Linked DNA regions of Mus musculus: region 2 is linked to region 1. A link is a contact called in public promoter capture Hi-C data. All regions are on one chromosome and are shown on one strand. The core of a region is the stretch at or near the end of the contact, and the rest is flanking DNA. Distances in the headings are between cores, read along the strand shown. Region 1 holds the start of Commd9 (COMM domain containing 9). Region 2 holds the start of Qser1 (glutamine and serine rich 1).

Region 1 (3,451 bases), core at 334-2,833:
AGGCTGGGTTTATTCAAGGAAGAATGACATCTTTAAAGTCAGGTAGCTTGGGAAGCCAGATCCTTCCTTCACAGGTTTCTGTTTCTTTCTTAGTTCTGGAAGCCTGTTCTTGAAGTTGGAGTCACTCCCCATCTTGCAGTTGAAGTAGATACAGTACCCAGCAAAGAGGGCAAGTGCCAGGGGAAATGGCTGCTTTGGCTGTCATCATTGCCCCATCTGGATGTCAGCTTTCCCTAGTAGCTGGCAAACAGTAGTTAGTACCTCATTCTGGAAGCTCACAGCCTGCAGCCACTTTGAATCAAGACATGGAAAGGCTACACCTAAAGACTTATACAATATTTCAAAGCCAGAAAGCCTGGGATGGCTCAGTTGAGTTGTTATGCTTTCAATTTCTCAAGTGCATTGGTTACTGGTGTGTCACTGTGACAGGAACTAGATGGAAACAACTTAGAGGAGGAAGATTTATTCTGGTTCATGGTTTCAGAAGTTGTAGTCCAACATGGCAGAGCAGGGTGGCAATAATGTACAGCCAAGACTTCTTACACAGCAGCAGACAAGACACCATGCAATCAGGCCAGAACCAGAAGCAGCATAACCCCCAAAGGCCTGCCACTAGAGACCTTCACTAGCAAGGTCCCAGATCCTAAGGGTTCTAACATTCAGCAGTCCCACAAAGCTAGGGTCCAAGTGACCACAGGATGAACCTGCAAAACAGATTTCAGACTCAACCCATAGCAAGGTTGTAGTTAAGCCTTTGACCCAGCGACTGCCACTTTCAGACTCTCTGAAGACTGGAGGGTCTGCCTCTGAGGAAGGTGTTGGCAGGTCTTGCTGCATGACCCTCAACACTCAGTTTTAAGGGAAAGAATGCAGACAGAAGAGACCGTGCCGGAGGTGCACAGAGCTAAGATAGTCAATATCTTCACACGCCTTCTTCCTTTCTAACCCCTTTCCTAATCAGCTGCCCTTCAAACCAGACCTCTTCTTGGACCACAGGAAAGTTACTAAGAACCCTAAGTGACTTAGCTTGACTGTCTGGATAAGGCTAGTTACAAAGGCTCCTATCTCTCCACAAACAGAGAAGAAACTATATGCCTTGAAGCGTTGTTTTTTGTTTTTTGTTTTTTTTGTTTTGTTTTGTTTTTAGGGAGTACTGCAGGCATGTGAGCGTGTGTGTGTGTGTGTGTGTGTGTGTGTGTGTGAATTCCAAGAATTCAAATAGGCAAAGCTTCATTTAAATCCAGATGGTGAGTAGGCCGATCTCTTCTGGGCATCTAAGTTGCCAAGGTGTCTGCCAAGTCTGCAGGTGCATTCACCAGATCAGCCAGCCTACCCAGAGGGGCAAAGGCAAAACCAGTTTCCCTGACCTAGGATGTCCAGCCAGTTGTTCCCTGGAAATCATTCTATATCCGAGTTCTCTCAGTATCTCAGCCCTCTGGTCTTTGAGCTTAGTCATACAGGAGGAAGACTTCCTGGTTCTTTGCACGCCGTTCCCGCCAGCCACGGTGAAGAACTACAACTCCCAGCATGTCCTGCGAGGGGTCACGAGGCACGCTCCGCTTGCTCCGGCTGTCACGTGACTCCAGAAAGATGGCGGCCTTGACAGCAGAGCATTTCGTGGCGCTCCAGAGCCTACTGAAGGTATCTTGAAGGGGTGGGGACGCGTGCGGCCACCGTCTTAGGGTCTGGGACTTGGTGCAAAGCAAGAATTGGGAATAAACCGGCCCTGACTTGGAGCATTGTCCCACTCCCACCCTACCCGCCGCGCGTCAGTGCTTCTTTGTGTGACCCTGAGAAAATCGTTCAGCCTTTCTGAGCTTTTAAACAGGAGCAACAAAATTAATCACGCCCAGATATTAAGGTGGAAGTAAAAATCAGATAGTCGATGTAAATACACCCAAGAATTAGTGACCACGAGTGGTTTTATAGATTGGAGCACTTGGGTGACAGTCACCAGTTCCCATTTCATCCCAGTCTTTACGCCTCTCTCAGGGAAATTCTCTCCTTCTTGTCACCCTAGTACTTCTAGGGACGTCATAAAGTTTGAGTTACTCCTTAGAAGGGTGGCTTTGCATTCCCTCTTAGGACTTATTACTAGTGTGCACACACCATGGATGTCTTTGTGTTCTCTTCTGAGGAACATGATTTCTGTTTCTTCTTGTTTTCCTTTCTTCTCTCTTATCCAGTTGAAGATCAGAAATGATCCTCGTGACACTGTCATTATAAGTCACACATATAATGCCCTTTCCGTTATCCATCTTCCTAGTGTGCATTTGCTCAGTCCACTCCTGAGCACTTTGACTTCATTGTTCACAAGCCTATGCCAACAAGAACAAGACCTGGCACCCAGTATGTGCCGAAGAAATAGCTATGAAGGGCTTTAGTATAGTGGAGCTGTGACTAGGATCCAAGAGTTCTCCTTAGCAGCTTTTTCTCTTCCTTGTGGTTGATTTAAGCCATTCCTTTTCCATGCTTGCTTGTCTTGGGACATTTTCTTTTCCTTGGTAAGTTTTGGAAAATAACATATAGCATACTGAAATCATTAGTAATTCCCTTAATGACTACACACTCATGTAGCCAACACCAGACCACAGACTGAGACACCAGTACCCCCAGTGCCTCCCTGGTTACTTACTTCACTTGCCTTCCCAACAGTGCATAGCTTCGGACACCATGTACTATTACTCAGTCTCTGAACTCCACAGAAATGGAACACTTCTTCATATCAGTGTTCACATCTGGCTTCCAGTCATGATTGTAGCAATAGCTCATTTTCACTGCTCTATTGTTTAAATACACTTTATTAAAAGCTAACTATAATATCTCCTGTAGTTGTGGGAAATAATGCAGAGAGATTTTTGTCCCATGTTCCTTAATGGTGACTTCCTGGATATCTACAGAACAATATCACAGTTGGGGTATTTACATTGATCCAGTAAAGCTCCAAGGCATAGCTATCTATGTAAGACCCCTGGGTTGACATCTTACAGCCAAGCTCACTTGCAGTTGGCCTCCAGAATTCCTTGACACTTCAACATTCTTGTATCATTAGTTTTCATTTCAAGAACGTTTGTAAATCTTGGTGTAGATGATGTTTGTGGATTGGCTTTCCTCACTAAGCCTAATTCTCAAGCTGTAGATCGAAACCCCTTTGTGGTTGCATATCAGTTTTCCTGAATAGCAGATATTTACATCACGATATAAACTATGAAATAGCAATAAAATAATGTTATGGTTGGGGTCACCACAACGTGAGGGACTGTATTAAAGGGTTGCAGCATTAGGAAGACCGAGAGACCACTACTCCAGAGAGAATCATACAAATCATAGGTATTCACAATTGCTTCCTTTTTATTTCTTCGAAGTATTCTGTAGTGTATTCTATTTGTTTGCTCATTGGTCTGTTGAAAAAGGCATAAAGAGTACTTCTAGTACTCAGCTTTACAGATGA
Region 2 (3,451 bases), core at 511-3,010, 2.9 Mb after region 1:
ATGGCCAGTCAGCTTTTGCTTTTTGCCTCAGAGGTATTCTGCTCAAACAAATAACAGACAATAACTAGGCAGGATTTCAGTGTTATTTACCAAAAAGAAAAAATATTTGAGATATAAGAAATGCTACGCATTACCCATCATTGCTGATCTCTGGAGAGAAAAAATTGTAAGTCATATAGATAATGTAACTGTTCTCTGTAAAATGATAAACTACCACCAAAAATAACCAAGGAAGGGTCTAATATTCTTCCTAAAAATTCTTCAAAATGTTTTATTTACAATAACACGACACTATAGCTATTTCTGTAAGACCTCAGCGTCTCCAGTTAGCTCGAAACTGGAAAAATCACTTTCTTTTTAAAAATCCGGGCTCTTTTTAAACAAAAGATTTTTCTGAGGTTTATAATTACTCTTTTATTGAAGCATTATTATTTTTCTTTCTTTCATAATAACTCCGAGACTATCTAAGACAAAGACTAGTTAATTCTTTACACATCTATTCTAAATCATGAATGCGGCACTTTCATAAAAACAAAGGTAATTAGAATGTGTAAAGTGAAATAAAAAGTTCACTCGTGTCGTTTAAATCGTTTAGAAACCTGGTGAGATCACATAGGTACAAGGCTTCCTGTTGGTAGCTGAGGATGAAGTCATTACCAGCCAGGATTTCCCTGTTCTTGGGTCAGAAGCTATACCTACTAGATCGAGTATTGTTTAGGGGAGGCGGTTTTTAAAAAGTACCCCGCTCCCAAAGCCAGACCACGCCTTCCAGTTATCATTCGAATGTGACCATTTCAAAGTGTAGTACTGCTACACATTTCTCGCGAGCTTAAATAGCAAACAGGAGTCCCCATTTTGGGGTCTACTGCCCATGCTGGAGAGCCGCACTATACAATGAAGTGGAGACGGAGAAGCATGCTTTGGGTCTTCGACCTCTAGAGCCTTCTTTGACCACCAGCCCTCAACGCTTCCCAAAACTCAGTCACCCCCAGACACTGAAAGCCAAGAGGGAATCTTGACTTCCTGCCGTTGTTAAAAGCAGAGGAAACCCAAAAGCAACTTTGAACGCGTGGAACACTACATCACTATAAACATATGTCACCCAGCCCCTGCTTTGCATTCGTGTCCCGCCCTGGGGGTTCTCTTGCAGCCCAGTCATCCCAGGACCCCCAGTGTCAGCGACACGGCCCCGCTCCTCGTCATGCCCTGCCACCGCCCTCACCTTCACACTGCCGAAGCCCCCAACACCACATTGTCGGCCACCCAGATTCCAATACAATGGAATGTCACTGCCCAGGACTCCGCGGCGCCCCTTTAGGCCTCCCCGCGGAGTCAGTCCCGGTTCCCCAGATACCGAGGTCAGCCCGGAGCTTAAACTTTACCATGTGGGAGTCCAGCACCGAGAGGTGACTGCGCCCCTCCATCCCACCCAACCTTCCCTTTCTGCCCCACGCCCCGACCCGCCCCAGGAGCGAATCCTGCACCATGCGCCCCCTCCCAGCCGGGACCACCCGCCAGGAGTTGTCCACCGCCTCTCCCGGGAGCAAAGAAGGGCGCCTCGAAGGCTCCCCACCCGGCCTGGGCCCCCGAGAGGGGCGGGCACAGGCCCCGGCGCATCCGCGGCCTTTCCTGGCCCAGTGAGACCCCGCGCCCACCCTCTCTACCTGGCCTTGAGGCTGGGACTGCTGCCGCTGCAGCTGGGGCTGGAGGCGGCGGCCGGGACCCGGGCTTCGTAGGCCCAGGCGGGGGCAGCGGGCTGCGTGGCGGCGCTGGCGGGGGGCGCGGGAGGCTCAGCGAAGCCCGCGGGCGCGTAGTGCGCGTCCATGGCGGGGGCTGAGGCGGCGGGGGCGGGCGGGAGGCGCGGGGAGGAAGAGGCGGTGGCGGGAGCTGCCCCTCACATGGCGCGGCCGGGGGGCGGGGGCGCCTGGGCGGGGGAACCGGGCTGCGGCGGGCGGGCCTCGGCTCGGACGTCAGGAGAGCGGCGGCGCCTGCGGCCGGGACGCGAGGCGGCCACAGCGCCCGCAGCCCGGGCGCCCCATGTTGTTGGATTTCCCAGGATGCACCTCCCGCGCCCTCCGCCCGCTCGTCGCCCCGCCCCCCTCGGCGCCCCGCGCTGCTGGCTGCGGATTCGGGAGCCGGGCCGGACGAGGGCTGCTCCGTGGACGCCCTAGCGGTGAAGAGAAGGCCTACGCGCCGGAGCACCCGCATGGGTGCGGACAGGAGAGGGCTTGCCAGCACTGTGCCTGGAGTTCGTTACTCTGCGCTCCCGGGTTCTTTGAAGGAACTCAAACACTCGATTCCCGCTTGTGATTTCTTTCTCTGCGCCCCAAACCACAGACAAGGGACTGTTGCTTTGCAGTACTCGCTTCCTGCCCAAAGTTTGCTGGGCTTAGAGGATCTGGTTCCTGCTTCCTGGGGGAGATTTCTATTCAAATTGATTCAAATTCAAACGAATTTTGCAGCCCTAGCTGAATGGGCCTTTCCCAGGGGCACTTATTAACTGTCCCCACCCCCCACCTTGGGGATTTTCTTACTCTGGAGTTCAGAATCTTCTATCCCAAGATAAATACCGCCTCATCATTGATTAGTCCAACTACCATCTGGATGACTTTAATTACAATACATTCGAACTCACTATGCACTTTGTTGGGGCTCTCTGCTCAAGATGTTTAATCTCTGCAAGACTCTACCCAAACATTGCCTTATCGGACTTCTAAGCTGTGTGGTGTGAGTAATTTGATGACTTTGAGGTCGTGCCTACCCGAACTGTTTCTCCTTATGAGTAATGAAATTCAGGGATCATATGAATCGTTTGGCTTGTGATCCATAAGTTGAAAGTTAAAACTAACCGTGAAGCTTAGATTTAATGACTATCTCTCCTTTTAAAAAAAATCAATATTGGCTTAACACCTATCACGTGCTTAGCAAAGAGATCTCTCAAGATAAAGACTAGCACAAAGGTTTAAGCCAATCAGACAGGCGTAACGGAAGACCTAATAGAGCTGATACTCTCTATCTCTGGTGACTATCTAAACTTCTGTAATACCTGCCATTAGATCTGCCATCCCCTCCGAGACTGATTTTGTTCTGAGACTATGTTTTCCTCCTGGCGCCTTCATTCTTTTGTTTCTATGCTGTTTTTAGTGAAAAACCTTCTGCACCTGTGACTCTTGCAGCCTGGTCCCCCGGTGGGGAAGAAAAGAAAGTAGTGGTAATTTACAAATGAATTCGAAGGTGTGGACGCAGTAGACCTTTCCAGTTTTATGTTAATCTCATTAAGCATTTACCTAGGATATCTTTGGAAAGTGGTTTTCCTTGAGGAAGGAATTTGCCAAATCTCAGATCCAGCTGAGAAGTACGGCAAATATCCTCCTCCCTCTACAACATTTACTTCCAGCAGACTGGTGATCTGGAGTCTAAATGAAGCAAGTCTTCACAACTAGCTAATATA

The links. Promoter capture Hi-C pulls out the DNA fragments that hold promoters and counts their contacts.
Region 2: a contact with region 1 is called in a promoter capture Hi-C map of pre-B cells, with 2.8 times the contacts expected there. The contact joins the promoter of Qser1 here to the promoter of Commd9 in region 1. A contact is called at or near these places in 3 of 39 promoter capture datasets (the C10 cell line, liver and pre-B cells) and 1 of 9 other capture datasets (liver).

The regions. Positions count from the first base shown.
Region 1 is chr2:101,884,679-101,888,129 of GRCm38.p6, forward strand. It overlaps Commd9 (COMM domain containing 9), which reads left to right and starts at 1,584. Exons shown (of 6, transcript NM_029635.3): 1 at 1,584-1,641. The coding sequence starts at 1,591.
Region 2 is chr2:104,814,936-104,818,386 of GRCm38.p6, forward strand. Qser1 (glutamine and serine rich 1) reads right to left here and starts at 1,761. Exons shown (of 12, transcript NM_001123327.2): 1 at 1,665-1,761. 2310047K21Rik (a long non-coding RNA gene) reads left to right here and starts at 1,987. Exons shown (of 3, transcript XR_003953885.1): 1 at 1,987-3,451.